2 separate regions of the Rattus norvegicus genome follow, and region 2 is linked to region 1. Evidence: chromatin contacts called from public Hi-C data. All regions are on one chromosome and are shown on one strand. The core of a region is the stretch at or near the end of the contact, and the rest is flanking DNA. Distances in the headings are between cores, read along the strand shown. Region 1 holds the start of Insig1 (insulin induced gene 1). Region 2 has its middle 61 kb from the start of Htr5a.

Evidence for each region. A called contact is a pair of places that touch in the nucleus more often than the background predicts.
Region 2: a contact with region 1 is called in a Hi-C map of liver, with 5 times the contacts expected there. The contact joins the enhancer-like site here to the promoter of Insig1 in region 1. A contact is called at or near these places in 4 of 12 Hi-C or Micro-C datasets (the A7r5 cell line, hepatocytes, kidney and 1 more) and 1 of 1 datasets of contacts at active chromatin or transcription factors (oligodendrocytes).

What each region holds. Positions count from the first base shown.
Region 1 is chr4:8,055,397-8,062,029 of GRCr8, reverse strand. It overlaps Insig1 (insulin induced gene 1), which reads left to right and starts at 4,261. Exons shown (of 5, transcript NM_022392.2): 1 at 4,261-4,666; 2 at 6,401-6,525. The coding sequence starts at 4,309. LOC102546740 (a long non-coding RNA gene) reads right to left here and starts at 4,340. Exons shown (of 4, transcript XR_010066047.1): 1 at 4,206-4,340.
Region 2 is chr4:8,123,445-8,130,973 of GRCr8, reverse strand. No RefSeq gene overlaps it. Among named protein-coding and RNA genes, the nearest start is that of Htr5a, 61 kb to the left of the region's middle. Within about 2 kb of position 4,018, at least 7 of the 93 cell types and tissues checked have an H3K27ac peak or open chromatin away from gene starts, as enhancers often do. A contact at or near this core is called in hepatocytes and liver, where this site is marked.

The DNA of each region.
Region 1 (6,633 bases), core at 3,012-5,511:
GGTTTTTTTCCTGGAGAAGTGTGAATAAATGTTCACTCATCCCAAGTAGGGCAGTGACTACAGACCAAAGAAACTATCCCACTGAGTCTAGATTAGAGCACCAGTGAATCTATCTATTCGGGTTAATTATAGGAGTGTGGATGACATAAAGTTGTCACCAAAGCACCCACTCCAGGCTGCAAAGATGGCTCAGTGGGTAAGGCGACTGCCCACCACCAAACCTGACAATTTAAACTCAATCCCTGGGATCCACATTATAGAGAGAACCCACTCCCAGAAGTTGTCCTCTGACTTCCAGATGCTGTGGAGTGAGCACACGTGTACACACACGCACACACACACACATGCACACACACACGCGCGCACACACATGTCTTTAGTTCTTATGGCCTACTCCAGCATGATTAAAGACGCACAGAATCTGCACCTCTTGAGCTCTGCGCATGCTTTGCAGACATCTCTCTCCCTCCCCAGAAACTGCTTGTATCTTAGATCTCCACATGGGCTCCATGAATTCCTAAGCCTCTCCAGCTTTCTGAGACTTGTGGTCCCACCCCTGCCTCCCTACCCACCCACAAGGCAGAGTTTCCCATTTTCAGGGCATAGCTACATAACACTCCCTGAGAAAAAGCCTTGTCCCTTGGCTCCTGTCTGTCCCCAGCAGACTTAGTGGCCAGAGTCAATCTGCTCAAGCCCCACAGCTACTGGACTTCCTCTCTCTTCCCTCTCACCTCTTCACAACCAAGAGGGGTCTGTGCTGTGACAATCCTGTGACTTTCCCTCCCAGCTGCCCATTACCTCCCGGGGACCCTCATAATGTGCCAGCGGGGCTGCAGAACAGTGTGGAGGTCCCTCTGAGACCTTGTGAGTCTACTCCTGCCATTCCATCCAAGAGAAGAGGAAATGCACACACAGAGTTATGCACACGTCTTTACTGCAGCAGTATTCATAATCACCAAAAAGCAGACACAACTCAAATGTCCATCAGCCAGTGAAGGGGCAGACAAAATACAGTACACTACACAATGGAATACTAGTCAGCCATAAAGAGAAACAAAGCATTATTGCTGAAAGAACCATCAAAGACCACACACTGAATGATTCTGTTTACAGGAATGCTCAAGAACCGGAAGCTCACAAAGGCAGACAGCTTCATGGTGGCCTGAGGCTGGGAAAGGCTGAAGGGGTAGCCGTAACCCTGAGCAACGCTGCACACATTCTGAATACGTGCACAACTACTTGACAGAGAGAGCTGTATAGTATGTAAATGGAGTTCAACTCAGAAGAATTTCGTGGTTATCCGGAAACAGGTTCTACTGTTATCAAATGTGACTCCAGAACGCACGCAGTATGGGGACTAGCAGGATGGCTCAGTGAGTGAAAGCCAGCACCCCAATACCTGGGACCTACATGGAAGGAGAAAAGCGGCCCCACAACCTCCTCTGACCTCCAATCACACATAACAAACAAATAAATGCCTATAAGCCAGAAACGGGGTGACGAAAGGTAGTTAGGAAAACCTGTTGTTCTCCCATAGTACCCAGATTTGGCTCCCGCACCCACATGGTGGCTTATAACCATTTGTAAGTCCAATTCCAGGAGACCTATGCCTCCTTCTGGTCTCCTACACGCATGTGAAACACACACATATATTCACACACACATTAAAAATTATAAATCTTCAAAAATAAAAACTAAAAAAAGCCCATACATTCCCGAGTAGAAACATATTTAGAAATTCATACTTTCGGTGTCTTAACAGCGTGTGCGTGTGTGTGTGCGTGTATGTATGTGTGTGTGTGCGTGTGTGCGCGCACGCGTGTATGTGTGTGTGTGTGTGTGTCCACGTGTATCTGGGTGCATGTACATGGAGGTCAGAGGTAGACATCAGAAGTCATCTTCAGTTGCTCTCCACTTTTTTTGAGCCAAGGTCTCTCCTCTGAACTCAGAGTTCACTTTTGGGCTATACCATCCAGCCACCATGCTCCATGGTTCCTCCCTAGTGCTGGGACGACATGCACTGCTGTCTATGTGGATCTTTATATAGGTTCTGGGGGATCAAACTCTCCTCCTTATTCCTGCTCAGCACTTTACTGACTGAGTCATTACCTTGCCCCAAATAGCGCTCTATTTTCTGAACAGTCTACAGTGAACAAGGGGTGAGGTTACATTAAAATGGCCAATCTGTTTCCTTATCTAGTCCATTTTAAGAATGCAAGTCACAAATGATTATTGATATTATCCCAGAAAGAATGGTAGGGCTCTAGATAAAAAGCAATGGGTGCCTGTGTGCTCCCAGGTAAGCCCTCAGTAGTTGGAAGCACTTGCTTCAGCAAAGCTGTAATGATTAACAGGAAGTGGTACAGTGGAGGAGCTCCACCTCAAACACATCTCCCTAGCAACCCCACTCATCCTCAGGCCCAGGGATGGGGACCCCTGATCTTCCATTTCCAGTATGCATAGGAAAACTAGCAGGCCCTGGAACAACTGAGGACACCCTTGATAGGCAGGATGCATCTCCAAGAGCCTTAGTCCCATCTCCTCTCTACTGTCACCCTATGTAACTTCATTCACTGGATGTGAGGGTAAACTGCTCATGAGCCCACAGCAGGCCCCATAGGACCCCAGAGAAACGGACCACAGGGTATATCCTTTATGGTCAGCAGAGCACGTTGGTCTGTGTACCACAACAGCCACCATGGCTTAGGACCACAGCTTGCTTTGTTCCAGTGCAGATGAGATGGCCAAGCAGCAGCAGAGGTTAGACTGCATTAATACTGGCTTGGGTAAACAGAAGAAACGACCAAGTTGGTAACAGAGCAATTGTCAGAGGCAAGCAAACACAGAATACATAAAGTATTATTAGAACCTCTAAGCCTGCCAGCAAGAACTATAACAGGGGGAAAAAACGTGGGAGGGTCTGTAAAGACAAGCAAAACGGCTTTTGAAAAATGGACCGGATTACATCTCAGTACTCACAAACAAGATGCATGGCGTTGGGGCGTGGGTGTAGGGTCGGAGCTACAGCCTGTCCCATCATGCCAGCTTCCTACAAGTGACTGGCATGTCTGTTCCTTAGGGCCAAGTTTCCTGTGAGTGATGTGTCTGTTCCTTAGGGGCAAAGTTGCGTGTATTTACACAGGTGTCGCTTTCTCAACATCTGGCTAGAGTACTTGCAGCTGATGAGGGGTGGTAGCGACAGCACCTGCTACACCCCACACCCGACTCACGGGCCTCTAACAACTTCCTGTCAGCTGGAACTGGGCAGCCCCTCCTGCTTCTTAGTGTCAAAAAGGCTCCTGTGTCGCTGGAATACAGCATACAGTACTGATGCCCACCACCCGTGTGTGTGTGTGTGTGTGTGTGTGTGTGTGTGTGTGTGTGTCCATGCAACTTCACATGCCTGAACTGGCCAGAGTGTGGAAAATGGCCAAGACCCAAATCACAACATTTCCTTGAAGCCAAAACTGCAAGCCCTTCCAAACAATGCATAGAACCACCAACATGGCTAAGAGAGGAGTGGACAGATTGTGAGGGAAAGACAGCCGGGTCCCCACAACCGTGTCACGCTGGGAAAGTGACAGCCCCCATGAACTCTGAGTACAGCCTGCTTAGGAGGGTGACTTTATTTTACACTTTTGGCACAGAGCCACACTCCTTACCTAAGGTCACACACACGGTGCCTTTTCAGGCCTGTGGCTTTAGCCCATAAGGTCTTGGCTAGGGGGAGCCCTGGACTGAACTGTGAACTTGCAGACCACCTGCCACTAGCCACCAGTCCAAGGGATCCCACGTCTTTTGAGCACTCAGGAGGGTTTACGCTCTCAGTGTGCGCCAGGACCATGAAGGAAAGGATCTGCGCGGACCGCTTTATCTCAGAAACCGAGGTCCGGCAGCGCATTGCAGGGCAGGGCTGGGTAGGGCAGCGTCGTACCATCTGACTCGCGAGCCACCCGTCCTGGTGCCCGCCCCGGTGCCTCCCCGTATAGCGCGCGCTTCAGCGCGTGCCGGGCACAGCCCCACCCCCCGGTGGCGTGTGCATACGTCATATGGGCCGCCCTCCTCCCATTGGCTCCCGCGGCCTCACCAGACCACGAGCGGACTGGCGCGCGGACAAGGCGGGGCCGTTGGAAGATACGCCCTCAGCAGGGCGCGCGGGAGGCGGATAGGCTGGGTGAGATCACGTGGCACCGGCGACAACCCACCTTATAAGCGGAACCCGCGCGGGGCCGCGGCCGCTCCTGGGCCGTCCGGGCGCGCTACGCGTGCTTTGGTGGCGTGCACCTCTCACGGTGTGCCTAGCCGCCGATGCCCAGGCTGCACGATCACGTCTGGAGCTACCCAAGCGCGGGCGCTGCGAGGCCGTACAGCCTCCCGCGAGGCATGATTGCGGCGGCCCTCTGTCCGCAGGGCCCCGGAGCCCCCGAGCCCGAGCCCGCGCCCCGGGGCCAGCGAGAGGGAACCGCAGGCTTCAGCGCACGACCCGGCAGCTGGCACCACGACCTGGTGCAGCGGAGCCTCGTGCTCTTCTCATTTGGCGTGGTCCTGGCTCTGGTGCTCAACCTGCTGCAGATCCAGCGGAATGTCACGCTCTTCCCGGACGAGGTGATAGCCACCATCTTCTCCTCCGCCTGGTGGGTGCCCCCGTGCTGTGGCACGGCAGCCGGTGAGTGTCCTTCCTTGTTCTTGGAGAGGGGGCAGTGAAGGGACACGTCAGCTGTTAAGTCACCCTCGGTACAAAAAAGGGAGGACGGAGAAGGTAGGGAACCCCAGACGCTGGCGAGCGACAGGCGGAAGTTGGAGGGACTAGTGATGGAGATGAGGTCAGGAGATAATTGGCAGTTTAAGTGGAGGAGTCGCAGATGTCTTGCTGAGCCAGAAGCCAGGATTGGCCGTCTGGAGAACTGGTGAGGGCAGCACCACGCGGCCATTGGCTGCCTGAGCAAACGTGCTACCTCGCTGGATAACTGAAAACAAACCATCACGTGCGCTCAAGAGGCAGTTGCCAGGGGACAGACTTCTCCGGCCTGCCTTCTGCAGATAGTGCTTTGTGGCTGGCAGCCAAAAACCCTTTGGAACTCTGTGGCCCAGTAGACTTGGGACAGGAGGAAGAGAGGAGCCTTTGGGCCTAAAGACACCTATGGTGTCACTTCTCAGGCCTAATGAAACTTGTGACAGTGCCTCAGACATCTTTTTTCTTTCCTTAATTATTTTGCTGGTTTTGCCAAAAATGTTGAGTAATTACAGCCCAACAGATCCCTGCATACCTTACAGTGTACAGCAGTGACAAACATTTGTCACCCCCCTCAGCCCCGCTTGTTTTTGTCCTGTGGAGGTGGGCAGTATATGCTCTCTGGTGGACCTTCCTCCAGTCTGGTGAGACACACCTGTACCTGTAGCCACAGGACAGCAGGAGCGCTGCCGCTCTGCTTTGAAGCCAGCTTTTATTGACTGTCTGCCGATGCTTTATACGCTGGGCTTGGTGCTGTGCTGTAGCTGAGTCATGGGTTAAGTGTAAGGAGCAGGACACTTGCTGTTGATTCCCAAGGCTGCTGTTTTGGAATGGGGGTAGCCCCTACATGTTAGGCAAGTCATCTGCCACCAAACTATTATCCCCAGCATTTAATGGTTCTTTGGGGAATAGGTGGAGATTTGAATTCTGCTTTTCATAGGACATAAGATTTGGTTCTTTGAATTTGAAAGTTTATCTTCAACATGAAGCATCACGTTTGTGATGAAAGTTTGAAGGAATTCCAGGAGTATGTGAAACGTGAGGCTGAACTGGTAAGCTCTACCATGAGAGGGTAAATGCCTCTCATACCACACAAGGCAGAATGGTAACCTCATTCTGAGGTCTTGAGCTTAGCTGCAACTCACATAGGCCTTGTGTCCACGGGACCTCTCCCACTTGTACTAGCTACAGTCCCTTCCTTCTTGTGTGTTAGTCTCCTGGTCTTTTCTGGAATGCCCAACTGTCTAAATGCTGCTGTCTAAATGCTTACGAGTCCAATCTAGGTTTGTGACAGTTCTAACTCTGAGAACCACAGAACCTTCTCTGCCCTTCTTTACTTACATAATCCTCATTTCACACATGAGGAAATAAATTCGAGGAGGCTTGTCCACTCAAGGGCAGCCTGGGACTGACAGCAGAGCTCTCCCTTCTTGGGGCCCTGCCCTCCTCACGGTGTGAGACTTGTCTTCACTGGGGCCAGGTCAAGGCCAAGAGAAAGCAGAGTGGGGTGGCCTTCCCAGCCTTTTCTTATGTATATACACAGTAGTGCTTTGTGCTACAGGTGACAAACTGCCTAGGAAAATGAGCAGTTTGGATCGGCTAATAATGACCACACAAGGACTGATTTTCACTAATGTGTCCTAATCCTGTTTTGTTTTTCTTTAATAGCTGTTGTCGGCTTATTGTATCCCTGTATTGACAGTCACCTGGGAGAACCACACAAGTTCAAGAGAGAGTGGGCCAGTGTCATGCGATGTATCGCGGTGTTTGTTGGCATCAACCATGCCAGTGCCGTATCCTCAGTTGGTATCTGTGTTCAGAGGATCATCTGGGTTGTAGCAGGGCCTATTGCTGCTGTGACCAAGTACTGCTGGTGGCCACCTCATTCCTGCATGTCAGAG
Region 2 (7,529 bases), core at 2,769-5,268, 69 kb before region 1:
CCCACCTCCTCCTTCACAGGTTCCCTGAGCTCTGAGGCGAGGGATTCAATGCAGACATTCTCTTTAGGGCTGAGTCAAGGTCTCTGCATAACGTCTGGCTGTGGGTCTCTGTATTTGTCCCCGTCTGCTGCAGGAGGAAGTTTCTCTGATTATGGCTGAGCAAGGCACTGATCTATGTCATTTCATTGCTACCTTTTTGGTTTTGGTTTGGTTTTAGAACAGTAGTGTTTGGTTTTACCCTAGATCCCTGGGTTGTCTAGTCTCTGGTTCTTGGACACCCAAGCAGTGTCCGGTATGGGTTCTATTCACTGGAGTAGCCTTAACTCCATCAGATATCAGTTGGGCACTCCTGTGAGCTTTGTGGCGCCATTGCTATTTCAGAGAGAACACCGTTGTAGATCAAAGGGGATGACTTGGTATTTGTGTTTCTCATTTAGTAATGTGCAGAGTACCATCCTGTGCCGAAGACACCAGGGCACAAGGGTGAAGGCTCTGTGTAGGCACCACCTTGACTTCTCCATGTTCAGTGAGTTGTGTAGCTTTGTCTTCAGCAATGGGGCCTTCCTGTCAGTGTGTGTCTTATCAGCAGTCTCGGTTGTTGGGGGATTTCCATGGACCCTTTTGCTAACAACTCCGTTAGCTGTAACCCAATCCCAGTACTGGAAGCTTCATTTGGTGACAAGAGATGTCTGGTTGGGACTCCGTCTCCTCACTATGTGTTTAGAGGCCTTGGAACACATCGGATTTCATTTCGATCACTCTCATGTATATCCATTTTGTTTGGGTATCAGGTATGGCCCTTAATGTATGTCTCTCCCCTGTGTGCTTCCCTTCATCCCCTTCCCCCATCGCTTCCCCAGAAGGTCCTCACCCCTCCATAATATCCATTTTATGTCCCTTTCCTAAAAAGATCTATCTGTACCTGACCTCTGTGGGTCTGTGCATTGTGGCTTGGCTATCAATGACTTCACAGCTAGCATCCACAGAGAAGTGAATATACACCATATTTGTCTTTCTGGGCCTGGGTTACCTCAGTCGGGATTTTTTTCCTAGTTCTATACATCTACCTGTGAATTTCATGACATTGTTTTTAAACAGCTGAATAATGCTCCACTGTGTAACTGTAGTACCAAGTGAGAGAAGAAAAGTAAGCACAAAGCCAGCTACAAACACTCTGAGCTACAGGTGTGCCCTGCCTGCGAGACACACTGTGCACAGCGGCACAGAGCTCGCAGGAGTAACCGACCGACCGTTGTCTGATTGGATTGAAGGCCCAGACCAGAGATTAGATCAGACAGAGACACAGGGAAAACCCGCTTAGTACTATTCTAAAGGAACCCACTCCTAACAACGTTCTGCTCTACTCATCCATCAATGCCTTGCCCAGCCATCATCAGAGACGCTTCCTCCTGTAGCAGATGGGAACAAATACAGAGTCCACAAGAGAACTAAGTGGAGAGAGGGGGAGAGCTCTTGGAGCACTCGGTCCTAAATGGGATGTTGCCATCAAATCCCTCCCCCACCCCCGAGTTCAGGGAATCCTGGGGAAGAGGAGGTGGGAAGAATGTAAGAACAGAAGGGGTGGAAAACACCAAAGAAACAAGGTCTCTAAACACACAGCAGGACTGACTCACATGAATTCACGGAGACTGGCAGTGTGCGGTTTAACCTATGCGGGGGGTGGGGGGAGGTGGGAGGGATGTGGGGGGAGAGGCGGGGGGGGGGGAGCAGCACTGAGAGGGGAAGTGAGCACAAGCCTCCATCCCTTACTCTCTCCAATCAATAACCAAAGGAAGAGTTAGTTTTCTCCAGCAGACTCTCACTGAGTATACAAACACTCTTAAGGCTAGGTCCAATGCCCAGAAGTAGGCAACGTACACACACACACACACACACACACACACACACACACACACACACCAGAGGCAGTTTTGAAGGTTCTTTGTCTCTTATTTCTTTGGTTGTGAGACTAGCCTTTAATGGCTGAGTCATCTCTTCAGCCCTTATCTCATAATTCTTTGAGCAGCCTTCATCATTAATTATTATCATTATTATTAATCAATTATTATTATTATTATTATTATTATTATTATTATTATTCCTTCTCTCCTCCCCTTCTTCCTCCCTTCCCCCTACAGGTCTTTTGCATATATATGCAAATGTATATGTGTATACAAATATGTGTAGGCAAATATGTGCAAATATGTGTGTATGCAAATGTATATGTATATTGGTTTCTGATGTTGTGTTTTATGGGACTTCTGTGTGTGTGAATGTGTGTGTCTCTGTATCTATATGTATTTCTGGTACTTTTTTGTTTGCTCTTTTGGTATTTGTTTGATTCAACCTATTCATGCATGCTTGCTTTTATTTATCTTATTCTATATTACCTTGTAGATGTCTATTTATATTCTAATGAGAGAAAAGGGATATAGATTTGGGTGGGTGGGGAATCAGAGGGGATCTGGGAGGACCTGAGTGAGGGGAATCATAATCAGAATATACTATATGAAAAATACTTTATTAAAATTATACTTAAGGAAAATCAAGTTCTGTCTCACTTCGCTTCTGCCTGTGACAGATTTCCAGTCAGTTCTTTTATGCATAGAGTTTGTAAAGATCAGAGTGCAATGCTCAGCTAGGATGTAAGCCGCAGAACGGCAGCCAGCCCAGGGCAAGAGTCTAGAGGGAAGAGCTGGGCCTCTGAACCATGGTGCCGTCCTGTGCTCCCCCTACTCCAGTACTTACTAGACACCCTGTGTCTGCTGGTTCATGGCTGGCAAGGTGCCCTGGCCTCAGCCATCTAGGTCACAAGGATCCTACTGTCTCTGAAAGCCCACTTGAAGACACCATAATGCTGGGACTTCCCTGACCCTTCTTCAGCCCTTGAAAAGTGTCATGCAGCATTGGTCAGTCTGTCCCTCCAACAAGCAAGTAGGTCCCACCTGCTAACTGCAGACTCCCAAACCCAGGCCTACGTGGCTCAATAGTCAGCAGCCCATGTGCGTCTGTGCGGAAAGGAGCCTCGTCCCCCAAGGCTGTGGCCTGTAATAAAAAGAGCTGTCCACAACCCCATACCTTCAGGAAAAGCCAGTCCTGCCCACATCTCGATCTGGAACTTCAGCTGCAGAGCTGCAGAAGGTGACTGTTAAGCCACCAGGACAAATTGCCAGCTGACAGAGGAACTGCCATCTTGTGGTTGGTGGAGACTTGGCCTCGCAGGAAGACCTTAGAACAAAGTTACTATTCTAAGCCAGTGGTTCACAGAGGGAGATCCCTGGCTAATAGAGCGTACGTGGTGAGATAAATGAACACTAGACACAACTGACTTCTCATTGCCCTTTTCCTCAGGCCCCTTCCCTACCACTTCAGGGGATGCTCTGAGAAATGTTCACAGGAAGGTCGACCTAGGCAAGACCCTACACTACCAGGAGTTGTCACTAGGTGGCACCAGTACCCCTGAGAGCCACAGGTTCTCACAAGGCTGGGTTCTAGTAAAGGGAGTTGGGGAGTCTAATGCTAAGTCTCATGAATTTAAATGGACAAAGGTGTAAATTGCCTTTCCTTTATCTGGTCTTACTGTTCTGGTAGGACTGCCAGTCACTGGCTGTGAGTATTGGACCCTAATTGTAACACATTCCAACTGTAAATTGTGCTGTGCTCTAAATGCAGGGTTTGCATCAGGACTGACACAAAAAGAGCAATCGCTTAGCCGTCTTGATGTTGATCGTTGAGCGCATTGGGCTGTGATGTTCCAGGGCAGCCAACTTGCTCTTCCAATGGGGGTCGGTCCTTCAGCTGGCTGGAATCTGCTCCTGACATGCCAACGTGCAGATGCCCTCAGCAGAATGGATGGCGTCTGCCTGGGGCGGGGGTTGGGGCGGGGGCTGGGGCAGGGAAGGGAGGTGGTACCTCCGAGGTGGCTGCTTCATTTCCAGGAGATCTTGGTAGATTGGCCCCTGACCTGCAGACTCACTGGTGATGGCATCATATGATTGATTACTCATCTGACTATTTCACTGCCTGGTAAACAAATCCCATACAGACAGTGGCTAAGAGCACTTCCTGATCTTCCGGAAGGCTGAGTTCAGGTCCCATGGCTGAAAACCTCCTGTAACTCAGGCCCCAGGACATCTGACAGCCACGCATGTTTTCCGTGGCCACCTACACATGTGTGGCACACACTCCACACCAACACGCTGCCTCCATCATCCTTGCCTCGGAGCCGCCACGACAGTGCCCTGCCAGGCTGCTCCTTGTCCCTGGAGAACTGGATGAGTCCAGGACGCCCTCTCTGCATGCCAGCAGCAGGCTGTGTCTGACCTAATATCCTTGTAACCATCTGGTGAAACCTCTTGGAAAGTAACAAACCACTGGCTTCCAGCAACCGAAAGGCTGAGAATGTCACCAGACAGTACTGAAGTCTACAGTGAATCTCCCCTGCTTTTCTGTACACCCACCTGTCTGATATTCCTGCTGATAAATTGGGAATGTGTCTGGCTATGACTTTCTTCCTTCTGGAAGTATAAGTCTTCTGCTGGAACATGGTATCTGGGGCAATCCATGTCCCAGGGGTCATGGTTATCATATTTTGCTTCAGAACAAACAAGTAAGGCAGTGCTTTACATCAAACCTTTATATAAGAACTGTACTAATTTCGAGCAGAAAATGAAAACAGATGCTTCAATGATGCATGTCCACAAAAAAAGAAAAGCTTAGAAAACTGCATGAGGCGGAAGGAAGGGAGGGAGGGAGGGAGGGAGGGAGGGAGGGAGGGAAGGAGGGAGGAAGGAAGGAAGGAAAAGCCTGATAGCATAGAAATGAACTCAGGGTTACCAGGAGGAGGTAGGAGGAGCCAAGTGTGAGCCTCCCCACCGTTCTCTCCCAGGGGCTGGGGTGTGCCTGGTGGCCCACAGCTGGCCACAAAGCTCACTGTCACCGTCTAAATAGATGCAGTTTCCTTCACTATTAAGGATTTGAGAGGAGCCGATACAGCTGCACCACGACCAGCACAGTAGCTGAGAGAGGGGCACTGTACCATTACAGAGATCCAAACAAACATCTGTTCACCTTGGGCAAGACCCCGTTAATTCACTGAAGGAGTCCACCCCAGGACAACTTGGTGGAGCTCATCGCCCTTGCCTAAAGGAGCACAGGTGAGGTGCTACAGTGTGCAGGTCCCCAAACAGTTGTGTCAAAGTCCCCCATCGTGGATGACAACCCCATAGAAGATGCATTATGGCGCCCCATGTTCAGTGAGCCTTCTACGTCCTATATACTCCAGCATCTCCTAGGATCACTTGCACCTGCAGCAAGGCAGGAAGGTATCATGGCAGGAATCCTGGGATGAGGATCCCGCAAGCTCCTCCTCTTTTAGTATGGAGTGCTAACTGGCCACCCTGTAGACCTAATTATGGCTGTATCCGTCCCATCCTTTAGTTTCCATGGCTACTGAACCCAGATTAGCTCTACTCCAAGGGTCATCATGTTATACCTGAAGGAAAGAGTCACACTCCAACAGGTATAAACCTCTCAGTCAACGGGAGGGGGAAACTGATGAGGCAAAAGGATTGAAAGTACCAAGCTGGTCTGGACTACACAGAGAGTTCAAGACCATCCTGGTCTACATATCAGGATCCTGTCTCAAATAAAACCAACAACAACAACAATAACAAAATTAGTGCCTAGGAACTGGGCACCAGGGTCACACCTGTAGCCCCAGCTACCCGAGCAACTGAGGAAGAATGCTCATTTGAGCCCAGTTAGCAAAACCCTATCTCAACCAGTCAGCCGTCGATTGGACCCTCCTGGGTACAACTCTGAGCTATGACTGTGAAGGTGTGTGATAGATGTCCTCTACTTGCCTTACATAACGGGGTGGCATTCTTCCCAGATAGACATTATCATAGATAAGAAGATCAGAGATCAGGCCATACAGTGGTGCTCAGCAGCTCAGAGTGTTCTGTGCTCCACAATCCAGTCAGTGACATCTTTCATCTAGTGGACCCCAGAACTCTGCAGGGAAGTGTCATGGATACAGACAACAGGAGGTAATGTGAGGTTAATGGCTTCCCTTCGTTCTCAGCTGGAACCAGCACTAGACAATGTTGGAACAACACAGAGGTGGTGTTAGTCACTTTTTTGTTGCTGTGATGTGAACCCTATGAGCAAAAGCAACTTGTGGAAGAAAGTATTCATTTTGACTTACAGGTCCAAAGGGATAAGAGTCCACCTGACAGGGAGGCACAACAGCAAGCCAAGAGCTCATACCTTCAAATGCAGAGAGAACAAAATGCACTCTCAAAGCCTGCTTCCAGCGACACGCTTCCTCCAGCAAGGCCACAGCCTTTAAACCTCCCCAACACCAGCAACAACTGGGCACCAAGCATTCGAACCACCACAAGGATAAACTGCCCTCTTCGTGGACAAGCAAATAGGACCACCCTGAGATAGTCAATCAAAAAAGGCCCGAGTTTCTCTCCTCCTGAGCCACTGTGTGCAGTACCAGAGGCCATTAGTCACATGGATTCCGGAAGTGTTGCCTGTGAACTGCCAAGTTCACATGTGGCTCCTCATCTGATCCACTGAAGCCCCAAGGCAAGGGAATGAAGCTGCCTCTGTTTACCTTCTCTGCCCTGTGGGTCTAGGTTGAAGGACAGGGCGTGGGGGTTGGAGGGTGCATTTCTGGTGCTGTAGTAAAAATCCCTGATCGAAAGAGGAAGAGGGGGCTTGCTCACTGCTTACATTTCCATGATCTGTCAGGTGGGAAGGTCAAGGTAGCAGGAATTGAGGCAGCCGGTCACAGCGGTCACAGCCGGTCACAGCCGCAGTCAGTAGCAGAGGCCATGAATGAATGTATGCTGCTGTTCCCTTAGACGAGAGCTTTTCCTCTTTTACACAGTCCAAGGCCCGAACCCAAGGAATGGTACTTCCAAGTTTAGGCTGGGTCCTCCCACATGAGTGAAGGTAACCAAGATTGGCCCCTGCAGACAAGCTCATGGGCCAATCTGAGGTATCTGGCCTCTCTGATTGATGGGGGAGCTCTTCCTTAGCCCTCCCATCTGGATGCCTTCTAGAAACCACCAACTAGTCTACACCGAGGTTAGTCAGAGCCTCCCTGAAACAGCCAGACACACTCGATGGAGACCCCGACAACTTGGAGGTGTGGGAGCACGTACTCAGGCTCACATGCATTGTCCTGCCAAGTCAACATTGACTTGGTGTTTAGATTTCACCCATATTTACCTCTAGAACTGATATAACCTGGTGTTTACTTCTGTGATCTGCTGAATGACTTTCTCACACCCTATCATTAGCCATGTAGCCTGAGAGTAGAGGTAGGTGAGAAGGAGCAGGTCATAGACCCCTCACAGAGCAGACATCAATGAGACTCATGGTTCCTGGGTGGTTCTGAAGGTCCTGTCACCTGTCAGTGACGTTCACCAGTGCTGCCTCAACTTACAAATGGCAGAATTGGAGGAAACAGCTTTCTAGGTCAGTGAAATAAATAACAATGAAACTAATTCTAT